Regions from separate parts of the Xenopus laevis genome. Here region 1 is linked to region 2. The links are chromatin contacts, called in public Hi-C maps. All regions are on one chromosome and are shown on one strand. Each heading gives the region's core, a stretch centred on a gene start, on an enhancer-like site or on the middle of the called end of the contact. The rest is flanking DNA. Distances are from core to core; before and after follow the strand shown. Region 1 has its middle 33 kb from the start of pomgnt1.L. Region 2 has its middle 19 kb from the start of tspan1.L.

Evidence for each region. Hi-C and Micro-C count contacts between places; a contact is called where the count stands out from the background.
Region 1: a Hi-C map of the XTC cell line shows a contact between it and region 2, with 3 times the contacts expected there. The contact joins two enhancer-like sites. A contact is called at or near these places in 3 of 4 Hi-C or Micro-C datasets (the XL177 cell line, the XTC cell line and animal cap).

Annotation. Positions count from the first base shown.
Region 1 is chr4L:88,011,853-88,015,728 of Xenopus_laevis_v10.1, reverse strand. No RefSeq gene overlaps it. Among protein-coding and RNA genes, the nearest start is that of pomgnt1.L, 33 kb to the left of the region's middle. Within about 2 kb of position 1,523, at least 1 of the 7 cell types and tissues checked has an H3K27ac peak or open chromatin away from gene starts, as enhancers often do.
Region 2 is chr4L:87,956,698-87,960,743 of Xenopus_laevis_v10.1, reverse strand. No RefSeq gene overlaps it. Among protein-coding and RNA genes, the nearest start is that of tspan1.L, 19 kb to the left of the region's middle. Within about 2 kb of position 2,438, at least 2 of the 7 cell types and tissues checked have an H3K27ac peak or open chromatin away from gene starts, as enhancers often do.

The DNA.
Region 1 (3,876 bases), core at 274-2,773, 56 kb before region 2:
ACTCAATGTAACTGAATGTCGCAGTGGTACCTGGATCTTTACTATTGAGTGCTGTTCTTAGATCTACCAGGGAGCTGTTATCTTGTGTTTATAGAGCAGTTATCTGGTTACCTTCCCATTGTTCTCTTGTTAGGCTGCGGGGGGGGGGTTGATATCACTCCAACTTGCAGTACAGCACTAAAGAGTGACTAAGCACTGAGTCACATGACTGGGGCAGCTGGGAAATTGACAACATGGTAGCCCCATGTCCGATTTCAAAATTGCTCTTTTGAGAAACAGATTTCAGTGCATAATTCTGCTGGAGCAGCACTAGTAATTGATGTTCCTATGACAGTATTCCTTATATCACTTGAATTGTTTCTATAGATCATTGAGACTCAACACCTTTTGCCCTAAAGCCAACCCTGAGGTTCATATGACAGAAGGGGATTTGATTCCAAACAGGTTGAGCTTCACTGCATGCCAGAGGTGTGGAATAGTATATTGACTGTTTATTGCTTTAATCACATCTGTATTAATACAATATACAGTACTTGTGTTTAGAAAGAAGCAATTGTTGAAAGTAAAGGTTATAGAAATGTGCCTGACCAAAAGTTAAAACTACAAATCATACCGTCATTGGTGGCCTGATACATAGGAGTAAATACTCTTCTCCCCAATCACTACTGGGGATTTTTTTTTAATAATGAGTGTCATTTCTGGTAGAAGCAGATGTGCCAAGTGGCAAAAAGTGACTCCCCTTAGTGCCTACATGCTCTTAAGGTGACCATACAGGGGCAAATTAAAGCTGCCGATATTGGTCCTTTAGACCAATTCGGCAGCTTATCTGCCCATAGGGGGGGTCTCCCGACGGGTCCTCCCGATCTATATCAGGCCAAAAATCAGGCAGATATCAATCGGTTTGCAAAAAAATTTGCAATTTTTTCTCCGATCTAGGACAGCATCGGCTAGTTGATACGCCCTGCGACCAGTCGGTGCCCATTCACAGCATTGTTCCCCAGGGCCGAACGTTCGGATTCACCGGATATCGCCCAGCCGTCAGTGGGCATATCGGCTTAAGTTCCGCTCATTTTGTGACCGTGCCAAACGAGCAGATCGTATAGTGTATGGCCACCTCTATTCACAAGGAAAGTGCAATCTGAGCTCTCTGTACCATGCTCTGGATTAAAAATCTAGCACAAACGATTGAATCTGGTGTCCCCAAGTACTTCTACTTTAGGGGTATATTTATTATGCTGGATAAAACAACGGTGTAAAAAGCTGTGTAAAATAAATGGTGGATTTATAAAGCTGTGTGTAAACTTACTCCATGCGAACGCCAGATTTTCCCTGTTATTTTACACTGCTTCAGTGCTGTTTTTAATTTGTTTTTTACATGGAGATGTGTGGCAATTTTTTTTATGCTGGATTTTACACCACATACGGTAATAAATGTCCCTAGGTGTACTGAATGGAATACAATATACCATTGTGCCAGTGGAATGTCATGTTCCACATGTGTGTCAGCCATATATAACCAGTGCTGGGTACATTAACAGGCACAATTCTTTGCTCCTTTACAGTACAAGGTGTTCCGACTGAAGAGTAGTTTGCACTGTGACCCCTGGTTGAAGATTAGCCTTGCAGTGCCCATTTATATTGTAATTGTAGTTAAGGTTCAGCATACAATAACACACTGACAGTCACAAAACCCTGCATAGAACAGTGTTGGGACTCCAAGCATAGACACCACTGTGACTTCTAGCAAACCCTAGCCAGGGTCTCTACCACAAGACAGAATTATGAGCTCCAAGATGAGGAATGGCTGAGACTTCCAATAAAGGGTTGTTCATTTTTCAAACACTTTTTCCTGTTTAAAGGGGTGGTTCACCTTCAATTTAACTTTTAGTATGTTATAGAATGACCAGTTCTAAGCAATTTTTCAATTGGTCTTCTTTATTTATTTTTTTATAGTTTTTTAATTATTTGCCTTCTTCTGACTCTTTCCAACTTTTACATTTTGGTCACTATCCATCTCATCTAAAAACAAATTCTCTGTAAGGCTACAAACTTATTGTTATTGCTACCCTTTATCACACCTCTTTCTATTCAGGCCTCTCTTATTCATATTCCAGTCTCTTATTCAAATCAATGCATGGTTGCTAGGGTAATGTGGACCCTAGCAACCAGATTATTGAAATTGCAGAGCTGCTGAATAAAAAGCTTAATAAATGAAAAACTACAAATCATAAAAAAATAAAACCATTTGCAAATTGTCTCAGAATATCACTCTCTACGTCATACTTGGGGGCACATTTACTAAGCTCGAGTGAAGGATTTGAAGTAAAAAAACATCGAATTTCAAAGTTTTTTGGGGGGTACTTCGACCATCTAATAGACTACTACGACTTCGATTCGAATGATTCGAACTAAAAATCGTTCGACTATTCGACCATTCGATAGTCGAAGTACTATCTCTTTAAAAAAAACTTCGACTACCTACTTCGCCACTTAAAACCTACCGAGCTACGTTAGCCTATGGGGACCTTCCCCATAAGTTTTCTAAGCTTTTTCTGATCAAAGGAAAACGATCGATGGATTAAATTGAATCAAACGTTTCGAAGGATTTTAATCCATCGATCTAACAATTTTTCCTTCAATCGTTTGATCGAAGTATTTGCGGTAAAACCTTCGACTTCGAAGTCGAAGGATTTTACTTTGACAGTTGAATATCTACGGTTTATTAACCCAGGATATTCGTCCCTTAGTAAATGTTCCCCTAAAAGTTCATTTAAAAGGGTACAACCCCTTTAATGTTCCTGTCTCTGGTGTTTGAGTCCGGCAGCTCAGTAATTCAGGTGCAGATTCTGAACTGTTACAATTTACTACATTAGTTGATACATTTCTCAGCAGCATCTGTGGAATATTAGTAACTATTGTATCATTATAACAACTGCCTTTAATGGAACAATGGATTTTGCAAAAGAAATGTATCAATTAATGTGTAATTTACAACAATTTACAGAGTTGGCAAACCCCCTGCCAGAACTGCTTTAGAAAGACATCCCCCCTAAGTTATGGTGTAGCAGTGGTAGAAACAGTGAGAAGGAATCAATTCCCACAGATGGAAGCCGCGTTACTTCTCTGGTTTCTGTTTATTTTATTGGCAAAAGCAATCAGGTAATGCCTTTCTCTTTGTACTAGACTGTTTGAAACAAAGTTCTGCTTCATAGCCATTGGCAACTGTATGTGTGCAATTTAGTACTGGTAAATCGGCTCCAATATGCACAAAATGCAAGCGACATTGATATGGCGATATTACCTTTTAAAACAATCTGCCAAGGATCACTGGAATGCTCTGTTCATTTCTAATGATGTTCTTTGTAAATAAGATTGTCATTTTCATCTGAATATGAGCCGTGTAAAGTTTGTGATAAACAGGTAGGTTGGAAAATTTAAGACTGGATGAAATAGGTCACCAAATTGTATTTATTCTCAACAGGGGATATAAATGGCCAGTAAAAAGGGCCAAGGTTAATGGGTTACAGCCTCCAGTTAGACCCCATGGAGTTCCACCTTACACATTTCTTTATACTTAGTCATGACTACTCTCTATTGATGGTCGAATTTCTCCCGTTTGGCTTTGCGAGAAACTAGCAAAACTCGAATTTTGACGCCGGCGTTAAAGTCAATGGGCGTCCAAATAGTGTTGACGTGCGACGGTTTTGACGCAATCGACTTTTCCGACGTGTGTCCAAATTTTCTTGATGCCGACGAATTTATTCGCTGCCGGTGTAACACGGAAATTCACCGCAAATTCACACCTGCGGAATTTATTCACCCATCACTACTAATCTATTTCTTTTTGTTGTTGGATGGAATAAGCACCCCTTATCT
Region 2 (4,046 bases), core at 1,189-3,688:
GCAGCCAGTGGGAGCAGGTTACATTTGTGAAAAGGTTTCCTATCTGGCCCAGCCTAGAGACAAAAGACTTGTGGTTATTACAGGTATGGGACCAGTTATCCAAAATTCTTGGGACCTGGGGTTTTCCAGACAAGAGATCTATCCATAATTTATTTCACCATACCGTAAGTCTATAAAAAATAAAAAATTAAATTAACACAACACAGGTGTGGATTCATGCAGATCAGCTAGGATCAAGTACAAGTTACTGGTTTATTATTACAGAGAGATAGTTTTAAGAACATGACAACTATTTGCTTAAAATGGAAGATCGGCTGTCATTTAGAGCTTTCTGAATTATGGGTTTCTTTTTTACAAAAAAAAAGATATGTCAGCTGTGTATTCCTGACACCGGGAGTACTGCCTCAGTTTAAGTCTGTTTGTGAGTACCCATCTATACTAAGGGGCAGATTTATCGAATTTTCAATTTATTTTATTTTTTGGTCAAAACTGTCAAATTCGACTATGGAGTTATTCAAATTGGATTCAAGTTTTTAAAAAAAACAATTTAATTTGAGATTTATCATATTCTGGCCCTTTTAGGACACGAATTTGACTATTTGCCACCTAAAACCTGACGAATTGCCAATTAAAGGACCAGTAACATAATTTTTTTTTAATTCGTTAGTATAGAACGAAAAAAAACACAAAGACAAATTACATTTTTAAATCGCTAAGTCTTTATTAAGAAATAACTTACCAAACTCCATTTGCGCTCCTCTTCAGAAAAGGCGATCCGGTGATCCATTGTGCGGCTCTCAATTTCTCCTCCCTGCCTTCCTTATAGGAGATACCCAGGGAGGAGAAATCAAGCACTGCATGATGGGTCGTCGCCGCACCGCCTTTTCTGAAGAGGAGCGCAAGCAGAGTTTCGGAAACTTAGCGATTTAAACGTTTCATTTGTCTCTGTGTTTTTTTTTTGTTTTATGCTAACAAATAAAAAAAATTGATGTTACTGGCCCTTTAAGTCAATGGAAGAGGTCCAGGGATCAATTTGGAGTTGTTTGCAGTCTTCCTGACATTTGAGTTTTTTGCGGAGAAAAAACTCGAATTGAGTAGGAGTTTAGGGGAGGTTTTAAAAACTCACATCAATTCAAAATTCGACCTTTGATAAATGTGCCTCTAATAGTAACATTTTGTGTGAAGAAGGCTTGGATCTTTCTGGCTGAATCTATTAACAATTTATATCTAGTTTGGGTATTTTGACTGATGCCCTTGCATCGTCCATATACTCATCCTTACAATGCCACATTTTCCCCATAATTCCATCGTAACTGCAACCCAAATGCTGGTTTGACCCCCATGCAACTGCTTGTGATATAAGAAAAATATTAAGTCTGATTGTTATGTTTGCTATGTATATTTGTTCCCTTGTCCAGACACTTATAAAGCCCCAAAGTTAATAAAAATATATATATTTTTATCCTTTTTTTTAAAGATAAAACTTCCATAACGTTCATCAGAACTGTAGCAGCTATTCTTCTTGGAAACTAGAAAAAGCAGGAAGATATCATTTTCATGACATTTTTCATAAAAGAGGATTGTTTTACTCTGTATTCAAAACACTGGCAGGGAAGAGCTGGAAAAACCAGTTTGTATAATTGCTCTTCCAAACAGGTATATAATGGAACAAAAAGTAAGAGCTGTACGGGAAAGAAAATTTAAGGTGTGCCTGTGGTCTCTTCTGAGTGGGTGTAATGACATCATTATAGTTATATACTCTTTCCTCACTTAAGCAGTTTGATATCTTTTATAGATTTTTCAATCTCTAACCTACATTTCCGCAAGTAAACAACACTTGTACAAAGCAAAACATGCTTTATGTGCTGCTTAGAAGTGGGAATAGTGGTTGGTTTTCCCTTACCATTTATTTCTTATCTACCATCAACTTGTACAGGGGCATTACAGTGATTGAACTATACCATTAACACAAATGTATTTGTTGCAACAGAAAGATTTAAATCTGTCTTACGTGAGCAATGCACCAGGCAAGGACACTGAACTATCTCCACACAAGAAAAGATAACACAGCTAAAGACTAAAATGTATTGAATTTTATTTGCTACCTCATTATATTGCCCCCTCGCTTACAGGCTGGTAAAATCTTCACCAAAATACTTTACTCTTTATAATGACTTTGGCATGTGTCTTTAAAGTTGATTTAAAATATAATCTTATATTTGATGCATACAATAAGCCTTAGAAACAGTTCTTGCATTTGATCATTCAGCACAGTATGGTAATATTTCACCTGATGACTAAATGGCTTTTCCCAGCAAAACAAGCTTTGTGTTGTTGCAATTCCATTGTAGGCCCTAGCAGTGTCACTGTGCAGAATCACAAGAGGAATTTACATTGCTTGGCCGTGTGGCTCCAGGCATTGGTAAACTTTTCCACTCTCAATAGTCACGACGCTCAATGCTTTTTATGCTGTCACATTGGATAAGCACAGTGCTGTATCACAGCCACAGCTCAAGTTTACTGACTCTCCTCTCCTGTATTTTTATTTTTTTTGCCAGGTAAGAAGTCTGAGTTACATGACTTCTCCCTTTCTCTTCTACATTGTCCCAGCAAAGATGCCAGACCATTTAAACAAAAATGTCCATCTTGTCATATTACACTGATTTAAGCATATGCTTCTCTGTAAACAAACTATCCAAAAAAGACCTTTTTCTCACAGAGTTCCTTTCCGCTACACACTTATATGCATTTCCATGTAATTACATGTGTTTGTCCAGTTTGCAGCAATTTGCTCATTCCATCTGTCCCTGGTTGCTTTTGAACTCTGTCCCATTTTGCACCCCTCTCTTCTCCTTGGAATGACTGCTTCCTGGGACATTGTGAAATGCTTTCTTCACATTCTGGGTCTTTTGACTCTGAACTAGACTTCTTGCAACCCAACATTAACTAACAGGGCCTAATCTGCAGATCTGAAAATAAAGCTATTGGTCATATTTATTTACCTGCTGCCTTGGGTACTAAGAGCAGCACTTGCTTTCAATATCTCTTTAAATCTATTTATGTATTTAAAGGTGTAATTCCAGCTAAATACAATATGTAATGGTTAGATAAAGATTACAATAAATATTTTCTGTTTTTCTGTCTTATGGACTAGGTATAATGAGCCATCACTTATGACCAGCAGGAGCCACCAGCAACTGGAGCCACCAGTGTAACCTTAGTCCTCCTTCTCCTTTTGCTGCAGGGCACCATGCATTTGGGGGTGCTATGCCCCAGTGAGAAGGTTACCTGTGCAATAATAACATGCACCCTATGGCAAACAACTAATAATGTTATGCCAAGGACATGGAGAAAGAGTGGTGCATTAGGGATATCATAGGGGCTGTAGTGGTATAGGGCTTTTTGGCTGCCGCAAAGTCACAGAACATAGGAATCATACAAAACAAACATATTTGGACAAATACCGGCTGTAATGGTTTACCATTTCTTGGTGAACAGAACATTCCCTTTTTGCTATAGTTTATACAGGAGTAGTGGTCAGCTCCATGTTGTAGCTCCCACCGTTTGCAGCTTTAGTCAGGTGATCCCAGTGGTGGCCAATAAAAGGGCAACCATTTTTGCCAGTTTTTAACTTGAAAGTAATCCCTGTTTTGCTTGAAGGGGAGGGCATTTTTAAACTTAAGGCATAAAATGTCTCAGTGTCCTCAACATATTGATAATGGGTGCAGAAGACCTCTTGTATTTGTCTACGTGAATACAGGACATAATCTGAAAATATTTTAATCTGTCAAAGTAGATAATAGTTTATATCAGGGTACATATTTTCTTACAGTACCACATGGGGGGAAGCAAAAAAAAAAAGAGATGCAGAAAGAGAAATCCACAACAATATGCCTGCATTCATTCTACTACACCATACATATTTCCTCTTATTTATTAAGTTGTGTAAATATTTGTAGTGTAGGCAAATAAAATCATTCTTTCCAAGTATAATTTATTAACACTGGCATCATTTCCCTGGGAAAATCCCTCAGAAAAAAAAGTAA